Regions from separate parts of the Mus musculus genome. Here all the other regions are linked to region 5. Evidence: chromatin contacts called from public Hi-C, HiChIP or PLAC-seq and promoter capture Hi-C data. All regions are on one chromosome and are shown on one strand. The core of a region is the stretch at or near the end of the contact, and the rest is flanking DNA. Distances in the headings are between cores, read along the strand shown. Region 1 overlaps Cacna1c (calcium channel, voltage-dependent, L type, alpha 1C subunit). Region 2 overlaps Cacna1c (calcium channel, voltage-dependent, L type, alpha 1C subunit). Region 3 overlaps Cacna1c (calcium channel, voltage-dependent, L type, alpha 1C subunit). Region 4 overlaps Cacna1c (calcium channel, voltage-dependent, L type, alpha 1C subunit). Region 5 holds the start of 1700080F18Rik (a long non-coding RNA gene). Region 6 overlaps Cacna1c (calcium channel, voltage-dependent, L type, alpha 1C subunit).

Evidence for each region. Promoter capture Hi-C pulls out the DNA fragments that hold promoters and counts their contacts. HiChIP or PLAC-seq counts read pairs in DNA pulled down with a chosen protein or histone mark. A called contact is a pair of places that touch in the nucleus more often than the background predicts.
Region 1: a Hi-C map of cerebellum shows a contact between it and region 5, with 4 times the contacts expected there. The contact joins the enhancer-like site here to the promoter of 1700080F18Rik in region 5. A contact is called at or near these places in 7 of 39 promoter capture datasets (the 3T3-L1 cell line, 3T3-L1-derived adipocytes, cranial neural crest and 3 more), 1 of 15 datasets of contacts at CTCF or cohesin (the NIH/3T3 cell line), 21 of 484 Hi-C or Micro-C datasets (the HL-1 cell line, the MC3T3-E1 cell line, the N1E-115 cell line and 12 more) and 2 of 9 other capture datasets (adipose tissue and embryonic stem cells).
Region 2: a contact with region 5 is called in a CTCF HiChIP or PLAC-seq map of the NIH/3T3 cell line, with 14 read pairs. The contact joins the enhancer-like site here to the promoter of 1700080F18Rik in region 5. A contact is called at or near these places in 2 of 39 promoter capture datasets (the 3T3-L1 cell line and hippocampal neurons), 1 of 15 datasets of contacts at CTCF or cohesin (the NIH/3T3 cell line) and 1 of 484 Hi-C or Micro-C datasets (the HL-1 cell line).
Region 3: a contact with region 5 is called in a promoter capture Hi-C map of hippocampal neurons, with 3 times the contacts expected there. The contact joins the enhancer-like site here to the promoter of 1700080F18Rik in region 5. A contact is called at or near these places in 6 of 39 promoter capture datasets (the 3T3-L1 cell line, 3T3-L1-derived adipocytes, cranial neural crest and 2 more) and 2 of 484 Hi-C or Micro-C datasets (frontal cortex and reprogramming fibroblasts).
Region 4: a contact with region 5 is called in a promoter capture Hi-C map of hippocampal neurons, with 2.5 times the contacts expected there. The contact joins the enhancer-like site here to the promoter of 1700080F18Rik in region 5. A contact is called at or near these places in 2 of 39 promoter capture datasets (the 3T3-L1 cell line and hippocampal neurons), 2 of 484 Hi-C or Micro-C datasets (the N1E-115 cell line and nephron progenitors) and 1 of 9 other capture datasets (liver).
Region 6: a contact with region 5 is called in a promoter capture Hi-C map of the 3T3-L1 cell line, with 2.9 times the contacts expected there. The contact joins the enhancer-like site here to the promoter of 1700080F18Rik in region 5. A contact is called at or near these places in 11 of 39 promoter capture datasets (the 3T3-L1 cell line, 3T3-L1-derived adipocytes, the HPC-7 cell line and 7 more), 1 of 484 Hi-C or Micro-C datasets (the N1E-115 cell line) and 1 of 9 other capture datasets (adipose tissue).

The regions. Positions count from the first base shown.
Region 1 is chr6:118,645,245-118,649,324 of GRCm38.p6, forward strand. All of the region lies in intron 29 of Cacna1c (calcium channel, voltage-dependent, L type, alpha 1C subunit), which reads right to left. Among named protein-coding and RNA genes, the nearest start is that of Gm38887, 51 kb to the left of the region's middle. Within about 2 kb of position 1,682, at least 10 of the 459 cell types and tissues checked have an H3K27ac peak or open chromatin away from gene starts, as enhancers often do. A contact at or near this core is called in the N1E-115 cell line and cerebellum, where this site is marked.
Region 2 is chr6:119,036,053-119,039,650 of GRCm38.p6, forward strand. All of the region lies in intron 3 of Cacna1c (calcium channel, voltage-dependent, L type, alpha 1C subunit), which reads right to left. Among named protein-coding and RNA genes, the nearest start is that of Gm50599, 23 kb to the left of the region's middle. Within about 2 kb of position 1,274, at least 61 of the 459 cell types and tissues checked have an H3K27ac peak or open chromatin away from gene starts, as enhancers often do. A contact at or near this core is called in the NIH/3T3 cell line, where this site is marked.
Region 3 is chr6:118,672,619-118,676,258 of GRCm38.p6, forward strand. Cacna1c (calcium channel, voltage-dependent, L type, alpha 1C subunit) reads right to left here. Exons shown (of 47, transcript NM_001159534.2): 20 at 3,202-3,331; 21 at 1,728-1,787. Among named protein-coding and RNA genes, the nearest start is that of Gm38887, 78 kb to the left of the region's middle. Within about 2 kb of position 1,848, at least 5 of the 459 cell types and tissues checked have an H3K27ac peak or open chromatin away from gene starts, as enhancers often do. A contact at or near this core is called in hippocampal neurons, where this site is marked.
Region 4 is chr6:118,709,888-118,713,715 of GRCm38.p6, forward strand. It overlaps Cacna1c (calcium channel, voltage-dependent, L type, alpha 1C subunit), which reads right to left. Exons shown (of 47, transcript NM_001159534.2): 10 at 3,370-3,460. Among named protein-coding and RNA genes, the nearest start is that of Gm38887, 120 kb to the left of the region's middle. Within about 2 kb of position 1,989, at least 16 of the 459 cell types and tissues checked have an H3K27ac peak or open chromatin away from gene starts, as enhancers often do. A contact at or near this core is called in hippocampal neurons, where this site is marked.
Region 5 is chr6:118,838,272-118,842,409 of GRCm38.p6, forward strand. It overlaps 1700080F18Rik (a long non-coding RNA gene), which reads left to right and starts at 2,317. Exons shown (of 2, transcript XR_003956354.1): 1 at 2,317-4,138. The region is part of intron 3 of Cacna1c (calcium channel, voltage-dependent, L type, alpha 1C subunit); the gene reads right to left.
Region 6 is chr6:118,627,564-118,631,631 of GRCm38.p6, forward strand. It overlaps Cacna1c (calcium channel, voltage-dependent, L type, alpha 1C subunit), which reads right to left. Exons shown (of 47, transcript NM_001159534.2): 31 at 2,836-2,868; 32 at 1-7. Among named protein-coding and RNA genes, the nearest start is that of Gm38887, 33 kb to the left of the region's middle. Within about 2 kb of position 2,623, at least 12 of the 459 cell types and tissues checked have an H3K27ac peak or open chromatin away from gene starts, as enhancers often do.

The DNA.
Region 1 (4,080 bases), core at 432-2,931, 190 kb before region 5:
TTATCTCATCACACATGATCTGAGCCACCAAGCACCTAGAACTGTGCGAGGATGGAGTCCACAGACCTGAAACTAATCCCCAAAGCTCGTGGTCCGCTCACTAGAGCACATGGAATTTGGGGCTATGGGTTAAGTTCCTTTCAGGGGACTCAGGAGCTTGTCCCCCTCTGCCTTAGCTGTGCCAGGGTAGACTAGAGGAGCACATTATTGCTTTTCCCTACCCATGCTAGAATAAATGAACAGATTTATGCAAAAAGACATGATTGGAGTGCTGAAGGCTGTATCCCTGGAGCCAGCCATGGCAAAGAGCTTCAGGTTCAAGCACACATTGCACTATAGTCTATGAGTGAGAGGCTTTGGCAGCAATGCCAGTGGGTACTGGAAGAGCAGGCTGCCCTTTTTGAGTGGGAAAGAGCTTAGTCTTGCTGCAGATCTCTAAACAGTGTGATAGCCCAGGCTCTAGGGAAGCCTTCACAACCCAGGCAAGACATGCTCCTTCCGGCTTAGCATCTTTCTTTCATCAGCTCGCCCCATGTGTGCCTGACTGCAAAGCCATGATGCTATGAAGACCATTAGATCCAGCCACCAGCACCGCCTTTGTAATAAGACACAAACATAATGGTGGGCTGCTTTCGCTTTCAGAGATGAGGCTTGAGAGCCGAGAGCAAGCGTTTTAACCTCTCAGTGCCTCAGCTCACTCACATAGGACACGGCAATAGCAACTGCGTGTGCCTCTGTGGGAATATGAAGTCTGTGCAGTGTCAGGTACTGCAAGGTCTGCATCTGAGGGAGTGCTTGATGCCCACTGTGGCTGCCATGACTGCCTCCTCTCATGATGGCTCCTGCTTCACGGAAGGCCCCTCCTGCGGAGGAGGGCCACTGCTTTGCCTGGGTTGAGTTCCTGCCTCAACACCCTCTGGGTTTGGGAATCCCTCTTCTCATGCCTTCAGTTTCTTTTCCAGTGGCAGGATCAGAGACAGGGAACCACAGTGTACCTTCCCACTGGGCTTTTACACAGTGTGAATACGTTTCCACATTAAATAATTAAGTGTAATAGCTAATACTTCCCTTCCCACACTAAGGCTTTATGTAAGTCATATAATTATTTTTTTATCATTCACGGTAAAAGCACCATGCAGGAAAGAAACCTGTCACAACGTTGCAACAATATGCAAATCTCTGGGTACAAGCGCTGTGGCGAGGAGGCCCCTCCTGAGGAGCTCGTTTGTGCCTGTCTGCTGGGCACTGTGCACGTCAGGTGTCCGTGGGCACACCACAAATAAACAATAATCAGGGGAATGCCTTCTTACCAATCAGCTGCTAAAAAGCAAGCCGGGGCTGGCTGCACACCCACAGGCCACTGGGCTCTCCTAATGAGGCCAGAGGAGCAGAAGGGGCTGTGGCATGTCCTAGTCTCTCTCCCTCCTCTTTTCCGTTTCTATTTCTTTAAGTGACATGTGTGGTGAGTCTGTGGTCCCATGGGTTTCACTGACAGTGAAAGACACTGATTCTTAGTAGCTAAGGTAAACAGATTTCAACTAAATCCAGTTAAGAGGCTCTATGAAGTTCCACCCTGCTCTTTATTCCACTGGTCGGCCTCCAGGGGGCACTGCGGAACTGGGTAGAGCTACAGAGTGGGTCCTGGTGACCAAGCCAGCTTTGCAGATTTAGGGATACCACATATCCTGCTGTGTGGGGCAGCTGTGTCTTAAGTGTGATGTAACCACATGTCTTCTGAGAAACACGTATGTAGGTACCGTGTACAAATAAAACTGGCCTGCTGTAACTTTGGCTTTTAGTCCAAGGTCCTGTACCTTTGCTCTTCTGTTGTCTTCAACTTCTGTGGGTCTTTTACTATACACACCCTTTACATTATGGCTAAGAAATCCTCATTTTCAACATTTTATGCTGAATGTCTTGGAATTAAAATAATAGAATATGAATTACAGAATATTTATCATGACATATAAACTGTAAGTCTAGAAAGGGTTTAAGACCACTCATCTAAAAAAGAGGCTAATTCAAGTTTTAAAAGAAAACGTTTTACTTACTCCTGAAGTCGTTTAGACTAAATTGTCTGGGTCGAGATGACTATGAGGAAATATAGTCCTCTGAACCACTCACTACTCACAGAGGGGACTAATAAGGGGACTTGAACATCTAGCGTCCCCTCCTGTTTCTCAGGACAAGCAGTGCATGCTCCGGGTCTCTGTTCCCTCTCCCTTACTTCTCTGTAGCTGCATCCCTCACACAGCCCTTTAGCCTGAGACATCGTGCTCTGTCTTGGTCTCTTGTTTTGGCCATGCCAGCTGTTAGCCTCCAGATGTCCTCCCCCCAGTTCCTTCTCCCCAGTGCCCCACCTGTTAGCTTACCATGCACATCCTCTCTGGGAAGACGAGAGTCCAGAGCAGCTCTCCTGGAGCATCTACTTAGGAAGGCCACATGTAGTGCAGACTACGAAAACAGAGCTCCTGTCCACACTGCCTGTTCAAGACTTTAATAGCTTTTAAAACCCAATCCATCTCTGCAGCCCCTTCAGGCTGGCCTCTCCCCACTCTCCTCAAAGTCAATGAACTGTTGTACTGGCTCAGTCCCTGAGGGGCAAGTCAGGGAGCTTGGAGCCACCTTTCATTCCTTCTCTTTGTCCTTTTGACTGATTCATCATCGAATATGTCCGCACGATGCTGACGTTACTCTAGACTGCTGAGTTCCCAGGAGGCTCTGGTAGACAACGTTTTCTCTCCTACACTAGGCTACTCCTTACTAAGCAACCAATACTCGGATCCCTAAGTCCCCTACTCGGTGCCCCAGGGACTTTCTAGAAGACAATGACTCTAGCCATGGAGGGTAGAGTGAGTTTCAGGACTAGCAGTCCTACTAAGAACCTGTGGAAGCAGTGGTGAAAAGTCTCCCATTAGGGACACTCATGCCATCCTAGACCTACTGTGCTGCAGCCCTGGGTTCATCAACTCATTAACTCAAGACTATTATTGTTTTGAGTTGTTCTTGCCAAACCTGTCAATAGCAAATTCAAGGCACACTATGTCCTGGTACGCAGTCCTGTTGCTAAGACTGGAATATCTGTGGCTACACTGCCCTTCACTAGACCCTGTGCTGCCCTCCATAGTCAAGCCAGAGCTGCCCACACGGGCGAAACCTTGAACCTGAAGGTTCATCCTAACAGCCCCTGGTCTGCTGTGTAGATCCCTGTCTTCTGCTTTTTTTTTTTCTGGAGTAGGGTCCCTTTGGAATTTTAATTGGGATTGTCTTGAATCTATATATGATGTTGCAGGGAAGTAGTGTCTCAGCAATGAGTTTTCCAGCTTGGGAACACATCCCTTGTGTTATTAATTTTTGTTTAATCATTGATATAAAATTTTAGTTTTCTTTTTGCTATATTTTTATACACTGGACTTTTTTCAGTGTTTATCATACAAATTATCTTAATTTTCTGTAATTATTGACATTTCAGGTTATGATAGGAATATAATCTAATTAAAAAACTATTTAACCACTCCAAACAAACCTTTCCACAACTTGCACTGCATACGCATGCAGAATTAATTATCATGCAAGTGTCTTTTGCCTAATTTCCCTACATCTAAGGACAGAACTCCTTTGGCATCCTGTGAGGGGTTCAAGTCACCAACCCTTTTCCTTGGATCATCCCTGCATTCCCCAAGCTGCTCTGGGAGGCAGAGAGTCTTTAAGTTTGTGTATACTAACACCTCATATTTTTTATAGGTTTTTTTTTATGAACATAGTATGGTTTTATGGAGTTAAGCAGCTGGATTCAGGGCAGAGGTTTTCTTGAGTAAATTCATTTTACATAGAGTAGTGAGGAAAACAGACATGAATGAGAAAAGATCACCAGCATCAATCACTGTAGAGAAAACGGAAGAAAGAAGCGGGGTCTATAGATCAACCCATCAACCAATCAGATATGAAGAGGATATGGCATAGAAAATCAAATCAGGGACAGCTCCAGAGGACATAGTCTGAACTATGAGTAATGCCAATTGCTGTGGTTTGGATGTTAAGTGTCCATCAAAGGACCATGTGTTAAAAGCTTGGTCCCCA
Region 2 (3,598 bases), core at 24-2,523, 200 kb after region 5:
TAAACATGGCTTAGGTTTATCTGGACTTGAACAAAATATAACTTAGCCTCAGTTTCCTCATCCTGTAAAACAGGAAACTAACTTGGATTGTTATGATTTTTCTTAGCTTGAGCCACCCATGAATGTTGCTTCCTGCCACAGAGGAGACTGGCTATGAGCAGCAAAGCCCACACTACCAGCAGAGTTTGCCGTGAGTGAAGCACAAGATCTAAGAGAACTCGAAATCTTTTGAGTTTTTAATCCTCCTCCATATCTGTCCAAAAAAATGGCATAGTGAAGGCAGCCAGAGGAACCAATCAACACAAAGAAAAGATACAGGATACAAGAAGGCATGCTACCTCGGGCCCTTGGCACCTGCCCAGAGGTAACAGTCACCACTGAGTTTTACACACCGTCTTCCCAAGAGGTTTACCCAAGTGTTCCACTCTTCAGGGCACACTATGCAAATACTAAGAGATTGACAGAGCAGGAAACAAGATGGAAAGAGAATTGCCATCTTTATGCCTAAAAGAAGAAAATGAAAGCTTAAGGTCTTGATATCACTGTTGGGAGTGGGGGTTGTGTGTGTGTGTGTGTGTGTGTGTGTGTGTGTGTGTGTGTGTGTGTGTGTGTGTGTGTGTGTGTTGAGACAGACAGTGTAGAACCTTGGCTGGCCTGAAGCTTACTATGTAGCTCAGGTTAGCCTCAAATTCACAGAGGCCTGCCTGTCTCTGCCTCACAAGTGCCAGATTAAAGATCTGTGCCAACCACTTAAACAAACATCTACTCCAACTCAGACCCCAGAGTTTTCCCCAAAGCTTTCCCCCTATCAAGCTTTAGAGAGAATAAAATTGGCTTTGTCTAAGTCTTCTAAGGAGAGAGATCAATTGATGCTTCCGCTTAGTACTCCAGCCTACCTTGCCCTACCTTAATCTGCAAGCTTCCATTCTACCCAAACCCCCTCCTTACAAACATGGAAAGTTCCCAGGCTGGGAACTTCCAGCTCCTTTCTGAGGGCTGTGACACTGTCCCCCACTCCTCCACCCCCAGAGTCCATGAACACATGACCGATCTGTGGCCTGGGCTTCTTGCAGGACCTCTGACTGCTTCTTACATAGTCTGTGTTCTTACTTATGTCACTGGGTCACATCTGGGTCCTCATCTTGCTTCCTGCTGGCTGCCTTGCCCTCACTCAGAAAGCTAACTTCATTTCAAGCCCTGCCCACTGTCCACATTCTTGAGCCTCTGGCTTGCTGACATTCCATTCAGCAGCCTCTGGCTCCTTGGCAGCCCTGCTTTGGGGTTTGCACTAGCCTGGGCACACGCCTAAGAAGAACTGCCCTCTCCAGTTAGGACTGGCTTTCTTCTAGCCAGGCCCCATTCCCTGCCCCAAGCTGAAGGAAACTCTCCTCCCATATGGTCCAGGTACCATCTCTTCTCAAAGACAGTCCTAATATAAAACATTCTGACGAAGTCGTTCATAAAGCACTTGGGAAAACTAACATTCGGTGTTCTCTGTCACCATAACAAACATAGAAGATAACTAAGATACAAAAGACAGAGGGTTCACTTCAGCTCGTAATTTTTGGAGGTTCCAACCCATGGTGTGTTAGCCCCATGACTCTGGGATGTGGTCAGGAGCATGTCATAGTGTTAAGTATATAGACGAACGAAACACATCAAAAGGGGGCTGTGCCTCGGGCTCACCGTCCCCCTCAAGGGCACACTCACAGTAACTACATGATGTCCCACTGAGCCGTATTTCTTATAGGTCTCAATACTTTCCCAAAGGGCCATCCTGGGACCATGCCTTTAACATGTGTCATTACGGAGCATTTAAGGTCAAGGCTATGGCCCTGTGAAACCTGAAAAGGCAGAAACCCGCTGTATCAACTGACAACTCCTACAGCCAGGATCTTCCTAGACTCCAGCTTCCCGAAACACTATAAATAGAAATGTCTTGAAATCAAAAGTAAATGGGTCTTGGGCTTTTTAAGTGAGTCCAGAAGGGACCATGACATTTCCCATGATATCTTGCCAAGTCGTTCTCATTCCTTTGGCTGTGAGCCTGGGAGAGATGAATACTCTGCCTGATTCTTCCCTGGTCTGAACATGTGCATCAGTGTGCACTGCGACAGGGTCGAGAGAATAAGGCACAAAATCTCCAGGCAGTTTAGCTCTCCTTTCTCCCTCAATCTCAGACATCCGAGCACACTGTGCAAGTCCTAGACGAAGCAAGCTGAACAGGTGTCTAAGGAATCACACATTTCTTCTCCAAATGTCGCCTTGTATGGCTTCTGCTGCTGCTCAAGTGACCTCCAGCCAAAAGAACCACACCTGCCCAAATCTAAACATCACTTCCCAAGTCAATGCATATAATCCCAAGAGACTCTGATTCTGTGTATCAACACAAGGCAAAAAAGAGGAAGGATAGGTAGAAGGAGGAGGAAGAAGAGTAAGAAAAAAACAAGGCTGATCCAGACAGGATGCAAAGCAAGGGTCCCCAGAAAGCCACCTTGAGTGGTGCACAGGGCCAGAAGACAGAGGTACGATCCACAGCTCACCCTGTTCATACTCCTTCTTGCAGTCACGGACACCAAAACACACATACATATTCCTCAAACCCTTTTTACTCCATTATCAGGGGTAGACATGGAAGCAGAAGGCTCCATACCCTGCGAAGAATAAGCCCCATGTGATTTGAATAGCAGAATTTTGGTTCAATTCTTGGTGCCTCCAACTCCAAGATGTGTGGTCCTAGCAACCTCCTAGGGAAGCCACTTTGCCTCTGAATTGATTCTTTGATGTATTGATTCCTCACTGATGAATGAGGACTGAAAACATCTCAGATGCAAACTTGTTACTGGGATTAAAGATTACAAAATTAGAAATGGAAAGGTTTCTGGCAAATACTTTACCTGATATATGTCTAACTAATGGTAATTGGGGGCTAAAGAGAAGATGTGACACAGGGCACCTAAGACTATAATGTACTCCTCAGAATCAGGAGCCTGGGCTGGCAGGGGGAGGGGGGCTTAGCAAAATACACAAAATGTTAATGTGCAGTTGTTGAGCAGTGGCTGGAAGACAAGTTCTGATTTTTTTTTTTTTAGTGTATGGCATGACTCTTAATATCACTGTGTCTTTATGGCAGGTCTTTGCAAAGCTGTATTGTAATATGATATATGCTGGCAACACCTCCATGATGACCTGCCAGGCTCGGGTCACAAAGATTTGTGCAGATTTGCTGCAGATCCATGCATGTGGGCCTTTCTCTGCCCTCATACATGACCTTTCAATGGCTTCCTTATTTGCAGGAGTCCATGTGTATTATAAAGATATGTGTGCAAGCATGTGTATCTGTCAGCCTGTCTGGGCATAATTGTCTGTACATGCATGTAAGCATACAAACAATAACACAGCCCCAGAAGTTGCATGAATTCCCCATCCTTGGCATCGTTCCCGATTCTTCCCAGATGGACCCAGGCAGGCTGTTTTCCAGTGCTGTTTTGCACACTCGTGGTGCCGATTCCATGATCAGTGATAAAGAACACGAAAAGCACCCACTAGGGAGTAACTCTTCTAAATGATTCACCTGGAAGGAAACCTTCTGCCTATT
Region 3 (3,640 bases), core at 598-3,097, 170 kb before region 5:
GGAGGTATGCTAGGAGACACAAGCTTCCAAGTTCCAAGCTAGAGGGGAAGCTGTCTCTCACCATCCAATTTGAGACAGCCACGTTTCCCAAGGCGTACCTCTAAGGAGAAATCCTCTCCTCACTTTGGTCATTTCCATAGCTGGCCCTGAGTCTGCTTTCCTTCTATGGAAAAAACCTCTCCATTACTCAGACTAGCTAGTGTGCTCCCACCCATCCTGTCCCTTTAAAGACAAATGGCCCCAGACCCAAATGAAGCTCTGGGCACCATCATAGTCAGTGCCTTGGCATGATACAGGGCACCCCCCTGGCTGGGCAGACAAACCCAAGTGTGGGAGGCATGGGAGGCAGAGGGGATGCAGGGAGGGGTGTTCAGAAGCACAGTGAGCATAAAAGAGACTGGAAGCAGAAGGAAGAAGTGGGGGAAGGGCTTGCCATGGCAATGCTTGAGAAGAGTTTCTGCTTGCATGGCAATCCTAAGGAGAAAGCACCATTGAAATCCTCAAGCGAAGCTCGGCTTGGGCTCCTGAGAACTGGGCCTCAGAGATTTCCGTGTCCTGGGAAAGAGCTCTCAGTACCTGCATGCAACCCTGAGTCTAGGGTACAACAGCAAAGCAGATCCTCTCAGAAGGGGACACTGTTCCCCCACCTACCCTCTGATCAGGAAAGACAAATCTGCGCCACGCAGCTGGCGAGCAAGGGAAGCTAAGGGTCAGCAAACAGAGCCTCTGAGGTCTAAGGACAACCCGGGAGGCATGCAGACCCTCCCGATTCAAGTCGTATCTGGATGAGGCAGAAATGTCAAGCCCACTAAAAGGATGGGCATGATATGAGGGCTTCATCTGGGTCTGTCATTGGCACTGGTGCACAGAGCGGACATCAGCTGTGTCTACACCAAGGATGAGCTAAAGAGAGGCCTGAGCTTCTGGGGAGAGGCCATCCCAGGCAAGTGTCCCGAGAAGATGCTTAAGCCTGTGCTCACAGACTATGACCCTTCTGGTCTGCGTAAAGGTGTAGAATCTCCACCTTGCCCAGAGAGAAGCCAACCTTACCCAAGGTCCTACAGCCCAGGTGCACCGCCAAAGCCATGCATTGATTTACAGGGCCTCTCATCAGAACTGCGGGTTACCAGGGGATTAGAGCAGCAGGCTACCAAAGGGTTAAAGACAATTTCTAGTTGTTAGCTATATGATCCAGCTGGGATGCTGGCTCCCAATCTTGCTTCAGGTCCACCATTACTGTTACATGGCCCCAATGTCTGCTTAGCTCTTGTGATTGCCTTGGTTGGGATGAAGGTGTTGATGATAAGGCTCTTAAGAGAGGGGCCAAAGTGACTCCTTCTTGCTCCAGAGGTTTTGCCTTTTTAGAGCTTGTGTGGCATTTCCTCTATGCAGGAGGAAGGAGAGAGAATTTCAAGTAGGGCTTGGCCACCGACTGGTTATAAGTGGTACATGCGAACTGAGCACCGCTGACAGCCACCATGCTCAGCCAGTGATGGGGCAGCACCCATGGTGACACAGCCAGCGTGTGACTTTCCTAGGCCTTAAACTGCCGCTAAGTGAGCAGAAGGGAGCACTGTGACAGGGTAGGATTCTCCTGGCATCGGAGCTGGGACGAAGTGGTATAGCATGAAGGGAAGCACAAGAATCAGAGAGTGAAGGAGACAGAAGAGTCAGCCAGACAGAGTGGAGACACAGAGAGACAGACACACGGCTCAGGGGAGCATTACCTTAAGGATAATTTCTAATGTAAAGATACTAGTGAAGACATAGTCTGCATTGCCTAGGATCTGAAAAATAAGCAGAATTGGATTAGTGGCTCTGGGAGTGCACCCAACACCAACAGGGGAGCATGTGTTAGCGACAAGACAGACAGCAGCCGGCAGAGAGCTGGGACTGGCAGAGAGAGGCAGGAAGAGAGAGGGGGGCGGGGCTTTACCTTTAGAGCAATTTCAATGGTGAAAATGGTGGTAAAAACAATGTCAAAATAAAACAGAATCTGCAAAACAGAAACAAACAGGATGGGGAGGGCAAGGGGGAGGGGCGGGGCACAAGCAGGGCAGGGGGAGAGGTCAGTGGATGTTCACCAGAAAAGGAAAAGCACTTCAAAACAAGGTGCATCCCTGCCCCACCGCACCACCAGAGCCTTTGCACAGGGAGACAGGTAGGAAACACATTAGCTCCCACTCGGGGCTAGCGCAGGGGGCTCTGGCTCTGTGTGGTGTCTGCAGGCAGGTGTGGGGAGCTTCCAGGTCAGGCCTCAGCAGGACGTGGGTGTAATGTAAGCAGCAGCATCTACTGGGATGCTGCTTTCGTCAACCCCACTTACTTACAAACCCAGAGCAGACCATGGGATGCTGGCCAAAAGACCAGAGGATGGGTTTGGTTTTGCAGGGCCACCCAGATGCTCCCATGGTGTGGCATTCTGTGCCAGAGGAGGACATTTACATTGCTGTCATGGCCTTTTGGGCCCTAGGAAGGAAGTCCTCCAGGTCAGCCCAGGCTGAGGACAAACTGATTGATACTTGATTTCATCTTGGTAGATGGACCAGGGCTGAGGCCACTCCTGCTGACCTCAGCAAGAGAGCCTGGAACAGGCAGGATCCCAGAGCTGAGAGCTTTGTTTATGAACACGGCTTTGGAGCAGTGGCTCTTTTCCTCGTGCCTATGTGGCTGAGATTTAATAAAGCTTTGGGCTTTTGAGGCACTGTAGTTCTTATTTTGGTATTTAATATCGATCACCAGAACCTTGGGCACATAGCTCCAATCAGATTTCCGCTATCAAAGATGATCACAGTTTTCTTAGAATCTTAGAATGTCAGCTGTACCATTGGCACCTAATTGCCAACACTCCTTCTTGGTCAGAGGAAATGGGAATAGGGCATGAAACCAGTGGCCTCATTGCTGACTTACAGGCAACTCGAGCTTCCTGGGGAACATCCACAGGCAACAGGATGCCTGACTACTGTCCATTATCAACTAGCATATCAGATGCATTTAGGTACATGCTCACTTGCTTAGTGAAAAATCCCAGGCTGGGTTTTCTACCAAAGTCTTAATCTCTTAAGGGAATCGTCACTGTATACGGATTGTGAGGTTTGCAACAGGCCTCCTAACTGAGCAAGGAAGGCAGCAGCAGCAGAAGCCGTGGGCCTGCTCCACTCTCAGAAGGACAGGGTACACAGAACAAAATGGAGTGCATACATGGTTCCTGAAGGAGGTGTGCTGGACGGGGTCCTCAGCAGCCAGAGAGATGCTGCTGAGCAGAATGAAGAAGAGGATGAGGTTGGTGAAGATCGTGTCATTGACAATACGGTGGCACTGCAGGCGGAACCTACGTGGGAAGGAGAGAAAGGCATGTCAGAAAAGATGGGTACCACTCGGGCCTCCAGGGCCTGTCCCCTCAGTCCTAATACACAAGCAGGATGATTTCGGTACTGCTTAGCCTATGGTGTTCTAGTGTAAACTGATGTATGAAAGGCAACACTGGCCAAGTAGGAATACTTTATACACTCAAACCTGGTGAGGGGAGTAACTGTAGACCAACTGATTTACAATCCAGGACTCTGTCTCCATATAAGTTGTGGGGAGCTGGGAGCACTCAGGCTTCGGTACGTGAGATGCAGGCATGCACTAGGTTTGG
Region 4 (3,828 bases), core at 739-3,238, 130 kb before region 5:
ACCCTCTTTTCTATTGTCCCTAATGTCAAAGAGATCCTTCACAAGTTCAAGACTGACCAAGCCAACCTCTTCACACACCAGTCTTTTTTTTTCTTTCTTTTTTTTCTTTCTGGTTTTTGGAGACAGGGTTTCTCTATGCAGTCCTGGCTGTCCTGGAACTTACTCTGTAGACCAGGCTGGCCTCCAACTCAGAGACCAGCCTGCCTCTGCCTCCCAATGATTAAAGGCGTGCACCACCACTGCCCGGCACACCTCTGCCTTAAAACCATTCAGTAACTTATGCTCAGTAACAAAGACCAAGTTCATTGTAGAGATAGCAGCAGCCCTTGCCCTGCCAGCTGAACCACTCACCGTCCCTCACATTCATGCTGCCCCTGGCTTTTAGTATTTATATTCAGTTTTAGTTTTTGGCTTAAATTTCAATCCTTCAAATAACTTTCCTAACCTGCTCCTCCTTCTCCTTCAACAATTTATTTATTTTATTTTTATGACTTTAGACACAACAGAAGAGAGCCTCGGGTCTCATAACAGATGGTTGTGAGCCACCATGTGTTTGCTGGGACTTGAACTCAGGACCTCTGGAAGTGCTCTTAACCACTGAGCCATCTCTCCAGCCCACATTATAGGGCCTCTTCCACACTAGATGATTAGCTCCATGGAGTCAGTGTTACTTTGTTGGACGACTACCATCTCTACCATCCAACATAGGCTGTGTGCTGCCATGAAGGTTCTCATAAAGAGAACGTTCTTGACATCTCCCTCCTACATCTCCCAGCATAATGGTCTGTTTCTTCCTACTCTGGGTATCATATTCCCCAAGGTTTCATCCTGGTCTCCTTTCTGGCCCCATCTTTCTGAGCAAACTCTGTCCTATGACCTTATCAATGGGCTCAAATGCCAGTTTCCACCTCCACTCAGAGCTCCTCCCCTGCTCTCCATCTTGCACCTGTATATTCTCTAGGCTGGACCCCTCTTCAGCTTTGTTTCAGCCTTGTTATCAGTTTCTCTTACCAAGGCTTGGTGAGTCATTCCTTTGTCTCCTTCCCTGTACTGCACTGCAGGACACTGCAGCTACACTCTCCTACCACCCGGGCAACCTCTTTACCCCAGCCTTCTCCTTACACGCCGGTCCTCATCCTGACCTCAAGACTCTTAACTCAGAGCTTATAAAACAAGAATCTCTCTCTCTCTGCCCGCAGCCTGCTTCTTTTCTCGAGCCAGTTGACTGACGGGAAGAGTGGCAGTTTTAGCCATTGCTGTCTTGTTGGGAGATGGGCAAAGACTGCAGTAGATGAAGTGCGTGTTACAATTCTGGCGCAGCAATTGTATCTTTGGTATGCAGCGAAGATGTGCATCAACTTGGCTCTGCACAGGAATAAGAGCAGCCATTCCTGAATCATTGTTGAAGCCAGGAGAACACATCCTCCTAGGAGGTGACAGATAGACTAGCAGATGCCAGTTTCCCTCCACAGGGGATAATCATGGTTGCTTTCCAACAGCATCATGTACTCCTAAAATGCACTTAAGCAAGTTCCCAACGCCAGCTCCCCAGTCCCTCCTGGTTTATACTTTGGGCCATGTCCCAAAGCACTGTAACAACCTTGATGATCTTTTCTCTGAACTCTCCATCTCTAAAGTCTAGCAAACAGAAAGGCCTAGAACTTATTGACTAGAAGGGTCACATATGCCTGCCCTCATCATTGCTATCTGGGGCCACTTCTAGAAACCCAAGTGTTTATTTTGTACAATTCCAAAAGGGAGAAGTAGAAGAAGAAGATAGCAGGGAGCGCTGTTACAAATGTAATTAGCACCATATTTTAACAGCACTTGGACAATAATTGCTTCTTGATAATGCCGAGAGATCTGCAGTGCAGACTCCCTGGTGCCACTGCCAGAGTGAGTGATGTCACAGCCCCATGTACCGTGTACCCTGGAACCTGGCTGCGGTGCAGCTCTCTCTGCTCCCCAGCCTTGCTCACCTCCCTCTTGGCTCGCTCACAGGCACACTCAGATTGGCCCGCAGTTACGGTAGTGAGAAGGTTGGGTCCACGCAGCTGCGAGCATCGGTGAGTCACGATGCAGGGGAAGGCACATCATGCAAATGCTACTCACGGAGCATTTGGAGACATGTTTTATTTGGGCTAATCCTTCTCAGAGCTTTCTGTTTGAAATTCCTTTCAGTGGCCAAGACACAGTTACAGTTGTCATGCCCAGGGCCATCGAAAAAAAGCATTCATCGTCTTCCAGAGTGAAGCTTAAACCCCCCAGGCTCTGCTCTCTGAGACAGGACTAATCAAATCAGTTTTGCAAGTTTTAGTAATGAATCAGTTTTCCCCCTTTGTTTAGGTCATTGACATGGATGACTTGATTCTGGGTTCCAGACTGTGACAATCCATGTGTGAACTGCTCCCACGGATACCAGCTCCTGCTCCCTCATATCCGGCTAAGTCCCAGGTCAAAGCCAACTCTTAGAAACCAGGGATTCGTGCTGTAAAAACTACACCAGTGGTTCTCAAGCTGTGGTCTTGACCCCTTAGGGGGTCTCATATCAGATGCTAGGTATATCAGATATTTACATTGCTTTTCATGACCGTAGTAAAATTATAGTTACAATGAGATAATTTTACGGTTGGGGATCACCACAACACGAGGAACTGTATGAAAAAGTTGCAGCATTAGGAAGGTTGAGAACTACTGACCTAGTCTGAGGGCATTGCAGGCCGTTCACTGCACTTGCTCCCCCTCATTAGAAGGGCAGGTTGAACCTCATAGGAGCAACAGGATCATCACCTGTCTGGTCATCACCTGTCTGGTCATCACCTGTCTGGTCATCACCTGTCTGGTCATCACCTGGCTGGTCATCCATCACCTGGCTGGTCATCACCTGGCTGATCATCACCTGGCTGGTCATCACCTGGCTGGTCATCACCTGGTTTCTTAGCTGATGATTTTCTTTGAGGCCATATTTGTCAGAATGGAAAGGGTGGCCATGTAACGCCAGGGACCCTGACCTACTTACTGGCTTGCATGAAAAGAAAGGTGTGTGTGGGATAAAACGCACATCAGAGCACCCTACCTTCTGTGCTTCACTGGGGAGGTGAAAGGGCCTCAGCATGTGAGACTTGTGGCCCTCACAGAAGTGCCGAAGACAGGATTGAATTTGAAAAGCCCAGTACCACGTATGAAGCCATTACATAACCCCAGGCCTCCTTTCTCTCCACATAGAGCACAGATTGTCAACCCATGTTCTGATTCTGCACACTGCAGTGCGGAGCCATCCCACTCAACACCAGAAGCAGCTTCCCAGGTCGTCCCCAAGAACTTGTCCCCCAGGAAGAACTCAGCGCTAAGTTTGCCACGGGTACTCACGCAAGCCTGGCTCCACAGTTTTCTCCCTCGATGTCACCTCCAGCCACGTTTTCAGTGTTGACAGACTCAGTCTCACTTGTGGGCATGCTCACTGTGAGGGAAGAGGAGGCATCAAGAGTAGGGACAGAAAGAGAAGAGAAGAACATTAGTGCATGACAAACCATCCTAGCCCAGGGCCAGTCGGGCACCATCTGCTGGTCTGTCTATGGGAGCTGGGCCCTGGCACTGTCCTCAACAGGCTGGAGAAGTCAGGTGCCAAGACACTGCATGTGAGTGGGATGCAGGAGGGACTCTGGTGACCAGGCCTTTCCCTTACAAGACACACCTGGGTAAGACTGACAGTCACATCCTTCCACTGCCCTCAACTTCAACAGAAAGGCCGTGGGGGGTTTCCCTCTGCATCTGTCTCACTGACCACGGCGAGAGAAGCTCTCATAGCGAGACTTCATCTCCTTTCTT
Region 5 (4,138 bases), core at 1,067-3,566:
GGCTCCTCCCAGTGTTTACAATACCTGCTTCCTCTGCTTGTACTCCACAGACTCTCCTCACCCTCTTTCCTGCTACACATCTCTCCATGGATGAGACTGTGTTATCGCCCTGGAAACTTTAGCTATCCTTAATGGTCTCTGCCTTTAAAATCCTTCCTCGTCCTCTCTAAATAACCGCGGGGCTGAGCTACCCAAAGCTTACAAAGCTTACATACTGCTAGGTATCTCCTCAGCACTCTTCAGGAAACACCAAACAGCAGTGCCATTTTAAATGAAGTGCATCTCCACCCTACCCCCTTCTAGATTGTAAACTCCTCGAAAGCAGGGTTGATGCTGTCTGCCTGGCCTACTGTGCTCGTAAATACTGATGGTGAGGTGGAGTCCATGCATACAAAAGAAGAGAGAGCCTGGGTGAGACGACCCTGGTTGTGCACTGCAGAAGACACCATCCAGCCTCTATTTCACAAAGAAAGGGAGTGTGGCGGAGTGCTGGGGGATGGAGAGCCAGTTGAACCCACTTTTGCTAAGCCCCTTCAGGGAGTCTATGCGCAGTTCCAGGATCTACAAGCAAAGCAGAAGTAGGACTGGAGAATGGAGCACAACACTGCCAAGTAACATGGGTCAGAAAGAACATGCTGGCAGAAAGGGTGGGAAATGTGCCACCAGGCAAGCTGAGAACGGAGGAGAAAGATGAAGAACACAGACCATCTTTGAAAAGATAAAGACCTCTCAGATAAAGAGTGGCACGTGATTGCCTGGGCAGAAAGCTGCAGGGACCTTGGGCTGCAGGGAAGGAGTGTGGCGGCACTGTGAACGTGTGTGATGTGAGATCAGTGGAGGCAGAATGCTTGCTTGTCTCTAGACACGGCAACTGTGTGACCGCTTGAGGTCCTAGCTTCTGAAGCTTCCCTGCTCATCAGCACCTCTGGCAGGAAGTCAGGCCAGGAGGTGAAAGGCTGCTCCTTAAACAGTTCTGCTCAGTGACTGAAGGAGGAAGCTGAGCTGAACACATCTGAACTGGCTCCTCCCTCTCCTGCTCCTAGCTCATACTCCAGTGCGCTATCCTGGATGGTTGCTCTGTGAAGGCCACTGTGTAAATACGGGCACTTTGACTGGCTTTATTTCCTTTTGTCTCCAAACTCTGGGTCTCTATTTTTCCAAGAAGTTGTGGGAAGAGGCTCCTCACCTCGACTGACTCTGACGTGGAACCGTTTCTTGGGATGGTTCTGTTTATTAACTTTATCTCTGCTGCCAAAGGGGTGCTGAAAACCCCCAGCTTGCTAGGCTGCCTCCTTGGCTCCACCCCTCCTCCCAGTTTGGAACTTGACCCTTCTATTTATAACAGGCATGGTTTACTCCAGAGTCACAGCTGACCCCTCACTCCACCAGCCATCAAGACATTATGACTTAGAACCTAAGGAGGAAGGGCACGGTCCTCCCACCCCCTCACATGGCTGTTCCACATTACTGTTCTTGTGAGCCAGGACCTGATGAAGGCAGCATCAGAAGGGAAACTCCAGGCTTCTGACTCACCATTGTTCCACCACCCCACGCTTTGGTCCCATTTCTCCTCTTACTATCTGCTGCAGTCTGCATCTTCAGTGTTCTCCAGAGGTCCATGTGCGCTGCACACTGGGTCCCCAGTTTTGGGGCTACTGAGAAGCAGTGAAAACTTGGATTAGGTTGCTGGCAGTAGAAATCCTGGGACTCCGTTCCTTTCCTGTCTCTTTGTCTCCTGGCCACAATGAGATGAACAAGCCTTCTCTGCTGCAAGCTCTCACCAGCAGAAGCAACAGAGAGAGCCAAGTGCTCACACTCTGTAGCCAGTAGAAACAGACTTCTTAGCTGATTGTCTCCAGTAATTATTCGGTCTACAGCAAGCTGATTGATACATCTTATCCCATCACCCCTTTCTTCCTGAGTTTTCCAACTACCACACAGGCTATCTGCATGGGGCAACAGCAATAGTTCCATATTTGGTACTTAGGGTTGCCCAGGCATGCCTAAAAGGCAGAGCACAGCATTTAATGAAGAGAAAGATAACTGAACAGTACATATGATGTTACGCTTGGTCAAATGCAGGGTTGCTGATTTTAGAGTGTATGATCCCAACCCTAAGATAAACCGCCTCTCACCTACTGGTGGTCTGGAGTTAAGTGGCTACCTATCATAAACTTTTGAGTACCTGCACCTACCTTAATTCGATTTAAAGTGATTTCTAGCAGTGGAAAAAGTCATAGAAGTACTAATGTTGCCTCCAATCATAAAGAAAAGTCATGATGAATACACGCTAGAAGTCTGAAAGCAAAGATCTAACCATTTTCATCCTATTTCAGAGACACATTGGAATTCTACCTAGCGACCTCCTGGACCATGGTTAAGAACTGGTGGTCAGAGCAAGGGTGTTCAGAACAGAGAGAGATGTATATCCTTTCTGTAGCTGGGTGGCAGCAGTATCAACTTAGAAGCACTGCGAAGTCCCTGGAAATTAATCTCCAGTTAGTCTCCAGATTCTCCTGGAATTCCTCAAAGGTGATTGTTTGGATTTTCTCACAGCATCCGTCCAACAGCCCAGAGTGAGCTTCCCAAGCGTTTCTAACAGTCAATCCATTTATTATTAAACTGCCAATAAGAAATGCTCTCTACCGCTCTGTGAGTGCAAGAGGTAAGAGGTCGCATGTCCATCTTAGTGGTAGCGTGGATGCCCCCCCCCAGGCAGCAAGCTCAGGGAGACCATCTTAGCTCACGACCACAAAGCAGGCTGCCCAACAGCAGAAGTGCTCCCCAAATTGATAGAAGTTACATAGAGGACAACCTGGGGATGCTCTCAGAGCTGGTGCTGAGAGGTAGGAACGCTACAGCAAACCCATGTGATGAAGCCCAGTAGGTCAGTTACTTTAAAGTAGCTAATTTATAGGGTGTTTCCAATCCAAGGCTCTACCACATGTCTCCACAAACCCATTGCTGGGTGTGACAAAATGCATCAGCTTCGATGGCTCTAAGTTAGTGAGTCTCAGCCTTCCTAACACTGTGACCCTTTAACACAGTTCCTCATGGTGTGGCGATCCCCAACCATAAAATTATCTTTGTTGCTGCTTCTTAACTGTACTTCTTGCTACTGTTAGGAATCATAATGTAAGTATTTTTGGAGATGGGGGCTTGCCAAAGGGGTCACGACCCAAGTGCTGAGAATGAGTGCTCTAAAGTCATCAATGGGCAGAAGTGGAGGGGCCCTCAGGGACCAACTCATTCATGACCTTAACCCTGAGTTCAAAGACCCTTTGAAAGCAGCAGTTAGCCATGGATGGCTAGCCCCCGAGAGAGTGGCCAGAAGCACATTCCATATGTATACGATTCCAGGAGCTTCAGGAACCTTTTGAAGCACGTCCAGGTCAAAGACATTTGATGTCATTCCCTCCTCACTGTTCTTCATTCATAAATGATAAGGCAGGGACTGAGAAGTAGGGAGCCTTCGGATCACAGGCAGCCAAGCTGAGCACCAGTAACAGGGGCTCACTGTAGCCTAGGAAGGCACATGCTGAGGACGTGAACCTTAGGAGAGGCCAGACCACTAGAAATTGATTCTCTTCTCCCCATCCCTGCCCCACACGGTGCCAGTGGAAAGCCTCAGGGCTGGCTAAGAAGGAGGCTACACCTGCTGCAGGCTTTCCCATGATGTGCCCTGGTCTGAGAACACCATCCATCTCACTTGCTGTAATGAGGACAGTCCTCACCCCAAGTGGGGCTCCCAAAGAGGCTGGCCCTGTTATTTAAGGCTTTGTCTCTCTACAAATAATAAATGCAGAGAGCACAGGCCTGGGAAAGTTAATTAGTATTATTATGTCTGTAATTCTAATGTTGCTCACTGGCAGAGCTCTTGCGTGCCAGCTTTCAGCCCAGAGCAGGCGTCTGTGATATGCATGGGCATGAGCCTTGTAGAAGCTGAGCTTTTCTTGTGTCTAGAATGGGTAGCACCTCTGTTTGGGGTTGAGGGGCCTAGAGGATGAGGCTGTTGGGGAGAGTTTCTCTCTGTGTACCCCAACCCAACTCCCATCCCCACCCCTACCCCCACCCCCAGCCAGTGTTTCAATTCCCAGCAAAAAGAACAAGAGTGTTGTTGAAAATGCAAATGTCCCAG
Region 6 (4,068 bases), core at 1,373-3,872, 210 kb before region 5:
CTGCACTCTAGAACCCGTTGGCAATAGGGGGTGCAGTTAACACAGCAAGAAGGTGGGGCAGGAAGGGATCCTCTGAGAAACAGCCATTGGTTGAAAGGAGGCAGGCCAGGGTAGGGCCAGCTGCACTAGACTCTTTCTTTAGGCCCAGACTCTCTGTGAGGTGGAAGGCCAACACCTTTCTTCCTAGGTCAGCAGCCCATCCTTAAGGTCTATGCTACGTCACAGCCCTGAGTCCATGACTTTGTTTTTCCTATCCTTGTCTTTCCCATAACTCCAAGTTCTTCACATATTATAAGCTTTGGGATTTGAGCCCAGAGAGCTACTGCCCCAGGGGCTCCTGCCCTCCTGTGTTGGGAGAAAGCAACCCAGAAGTTCTTATCTTCTCAGTTCTGCCTTGCGGGTGGAACTTGGCTCTGTCAGGAGGCTAGATGGTGGTGACATCCCACACAGCTGTCTGACATTGCCTCTGAGCATACTCTGGCCATTCAAGTCTCACTTCTCTCAGTCTCCACTTTCTATTTTCCAGGAACCTGGCCCAAATGGCTGCTGGGAAATGGTGGTAGTGGCTTCTGTATTATAAGGGGAGGGCCACAGTCCCAGACTTCATTACAGTCTCTGGAATGGCTGCCCTCTCGTAGCCTCAGAGGCTGTGACCTTCCCTAGAGGTCCACAGTCTGGAGACCTGGGGATGCCCCCAGGACAAGGCAGAAAAGGGATCTGCACTGAGTCCCGGGAAAGGCTGAGCCTGGTACGTGACTACTGTGGAGTGCCACACAGGGTATCTGCTGCGTGATCATGGATAGAGAAAAAGAGATAGAGGCAGCAATGAGGCATGGGGAGCTGAGGAGGGGTTAGAATTTCTGGGCTGCTTAGAGTCTAGGGCCAAAGGTTCATGACTGGTGTCTTAGTCTGAAGGAGCTTGCGGGTACAGACACAGGCCTGGCCAGATCTCTGGAGGCACAGTGCCATTGCTCCCATGCCTGAGAACAAGAACTTATACCCTTGTCCTCCCCCGACCCCCTCTCACGTGAGCAACCGACTGTGTTCCAAAGCCCTGCGAGCTGGTCAGAGCCCTTATGCCTTCTCTGAAGCTAGTGCAGCCTACCCAGCCCTGCTGGGAGCAGCACCAGGAGAGAAAGGACCCTAGGAATTCCTGTTATGGCTCCCATCCCAGGCACCCCTTGAAGGAGGGGGTCTTAAGACTGTTGCTCTCCCGTCCTGTCCTGTCTCTTTAGCTTGTCCTCTTGCTATGCTTGACAGTGTTTCTAGATCAGGCCTCCCTCATAGCACTGTGCCTCTCCGTACCCTGGACTATTCCTTAGTGCTAAAACCTGAGGCTCCACAAGCCCTTTCAGTTCTTCTATGGCCTTCTGGTCCATCCCTGAGGTCTATCTGGAGGGGTATAAGTAATGAACTTTAGGAACATGCAAGGGGTAACAGGTTGGAATGGCGACATATCCAACCTCCATGTTAATTATCCCCATCCCCAGAGGAGGCAGGATACTTTGGGACAGATATTCCAAATCAGCCCCACACTTCATACTGGATGGGCTCTGAAGAAACCAAGCCATAGGGTCCTGGTTTTCAGACAAGGGTCAGAACATTTCTTATATTTTAAAACTGGAATCACCCCAATTGCCATTAAGACTCTTAGCGCTGCCAGGCAGTGGACAGACTCACAGCTGTCAGCAATGTGCTGGTCCTCCGCACGAAGTCTTTGGCTCCTATAACCACTGCATCCATTTGGCTCCTCTAAGTTCTATTTTCTGTCCTTAGAAGGAAACTTGCTCCTCAGAGCAGCATACAGGAAGCTCAGAGCTTTTACTATCTGTCAGTTCTGCCATGTTTAAGAAAGGAAATAAAAAACCCACTCAAACCCACCCACCAGAAAACAAAAAACAAGCTTAAGTGGGGCTTTCATCTGTGGGTGCAAACCCTTTGTAAAGCTGGTGCCACTGGAACACCTAGGCCTGATGAGTTAAGAAACCAAACCCCCAAAATTTCCTAGGCAGCTTTTTGGCCGGGGTGGGCCGCTATGGAGACCACCACTACATCTCTCAATTTAGCTGTCAGGGGCTTGGGGAATCATCAGCCTTGTTTGAAAGCTGTGATGGACCTCTTAGGGGAAGCTATTCCAAGGAGACTTCAAGGTCGTGTGGTGAGGCACGGCCACCACTCAGCCAAAAGAAATGGATATTTCCCAATCAGGGCTGGTTTGGCTGGTTTGTTTTCCTGCTTCCCATATGTTATAGAAAATGACTCTAGTGCACATGTAATGAACTCAAGGAACTTAGAAAGATATAAGACTAAGGCTCAGGGTGACAGTAGAGACTCTAGAGGGCCAACCCTTATGTCACAGCAAATCCCAGTGTGTGTCTTTCACAGCCTTCCACACAAAGCTTGGGGTAAGCTAGTCATCATAGAACTAATCAGAACTACCTTTCCTTCTAGCTGGACCCCACCCCTGCTTCTGTCTTCTCCCTGGAGCCCTAGTCACAGTTCTCAAAAGCACCCCTCACAAATTCCTACATTAGATGAAACACACCATCCTTGGGATGTTTAACAGGAAATAGCATGGGTCCAGTTCTCTCCCAGTGGGTCACGGTGACTCACCACCCAGAGGAAGCTTGGGAAAGTAGAGGAACACCACTGTACACACACCCTTGCACAGCTCACGTGAGCACAGGCAGTTAAGGCACACAACGGACATGGTGGCCACATGCAATGGGAGCTGGGCTGGGTTCCCAGGGCTCTGGAAATCAGGGTGGATAAGACGTGGGTGGCTAGAGGGGGAGCCACAGAAGCTGGAAATGTGGTCTGGAGGGTTGTTCTTACCATAGAGGGAGAGCATTGGGTATGTTCAGCTGGCTTTAAAGAAAGGCAGACAGAGATAAGCTGTAATGAGTCTCCAACGAAGAGCCTGGTATTCTAGGTCTTGGCTAACAGAGGAACAACACAGTGGTAGGACAGGGCATAAGGAAACAGGTGAAAGAAATATACAAGCATGGGCCTGGCAGGGGAGGAACTCCAGTGAGAACATGGGCTGGGTGTCACTGGGCCACATGGCCAACAAGGACCCACAAGATTCTCCTGCTCTATTCAGTGACCACCTCTGGTTGTGCGTGAAACAACTCAGCCCCAATACAGAGGAGGAAGTGAGGCCTTCCAGATTTGTGGCAGGAGCTCAAGTTTTATTTATTTACTTTTTGTTCTCAGGTAGTCTGTTTCAGCCCGCTCTATGAAGTCCTGGCTGGAGGACACACCCTGACCTATGTGTGCCCACCGTTGTCCACACACAGCTAAGCAAGTGAGCTTTACAGCGACAGCTCCTCAGGTTAGAGAAGGCTGAATTCCAACTGTGTCTAAGAGAAGATCTAAGGAGGCAGTCCTCCATCCTCTCCAAAAGGAACTTTTTTCAAAAGATTAGGCTCAGGCTGGACATGGCCTTGCCTAGACCTCAATTCAGAGATGGAGACCCTTGGCCACTGGCATGGAAGGATGCTGAACTGCTTTTTAGTCTCCAAGGCCTTGTACACAATATAGGATAATGCCAATAGTGCCCAAAGAAGTTGTTTTCCTGGGCTAGATGTCTGGGCTTGCTTGGTGGCACTAGTTCACAGGAGCACCTCAAGGCCCCTCCTGTCGCAGTTTCCCTGGTAATCTTCCTGTGGAGATACCCCAGCACTGGGCTCTGGCATACAGCAATCACCCCTGACTGATCTCACCCACTGGTGCTGTAGCCTAAGCCCATGCCTTCCACTTTCAGATGTTACCCCTGAGTTTGTTTTTAAGATACACACAAGGAAACACATAATGGGATTTTTGAAGGAAAGAACTGGTTCATAGTTAGATACTTCCTTGTAGTCTGAAAATACTTCTAGGTAACATATTTCTTAGTAATTGACTAAAAAAAAATATTTTTTTCCCATAGAGAGTTGGTTTGGATTGTTTTGAGGATGGTAGAGAGTGAGGAAGGGGGCAGAAGGACCTTCTCTGGGCATGATGTCACAATGCTGTTCTGATTGCCAGCCAGCTGGCCAGGCTGCGTGTCTGGAGGGAATGGGTCAG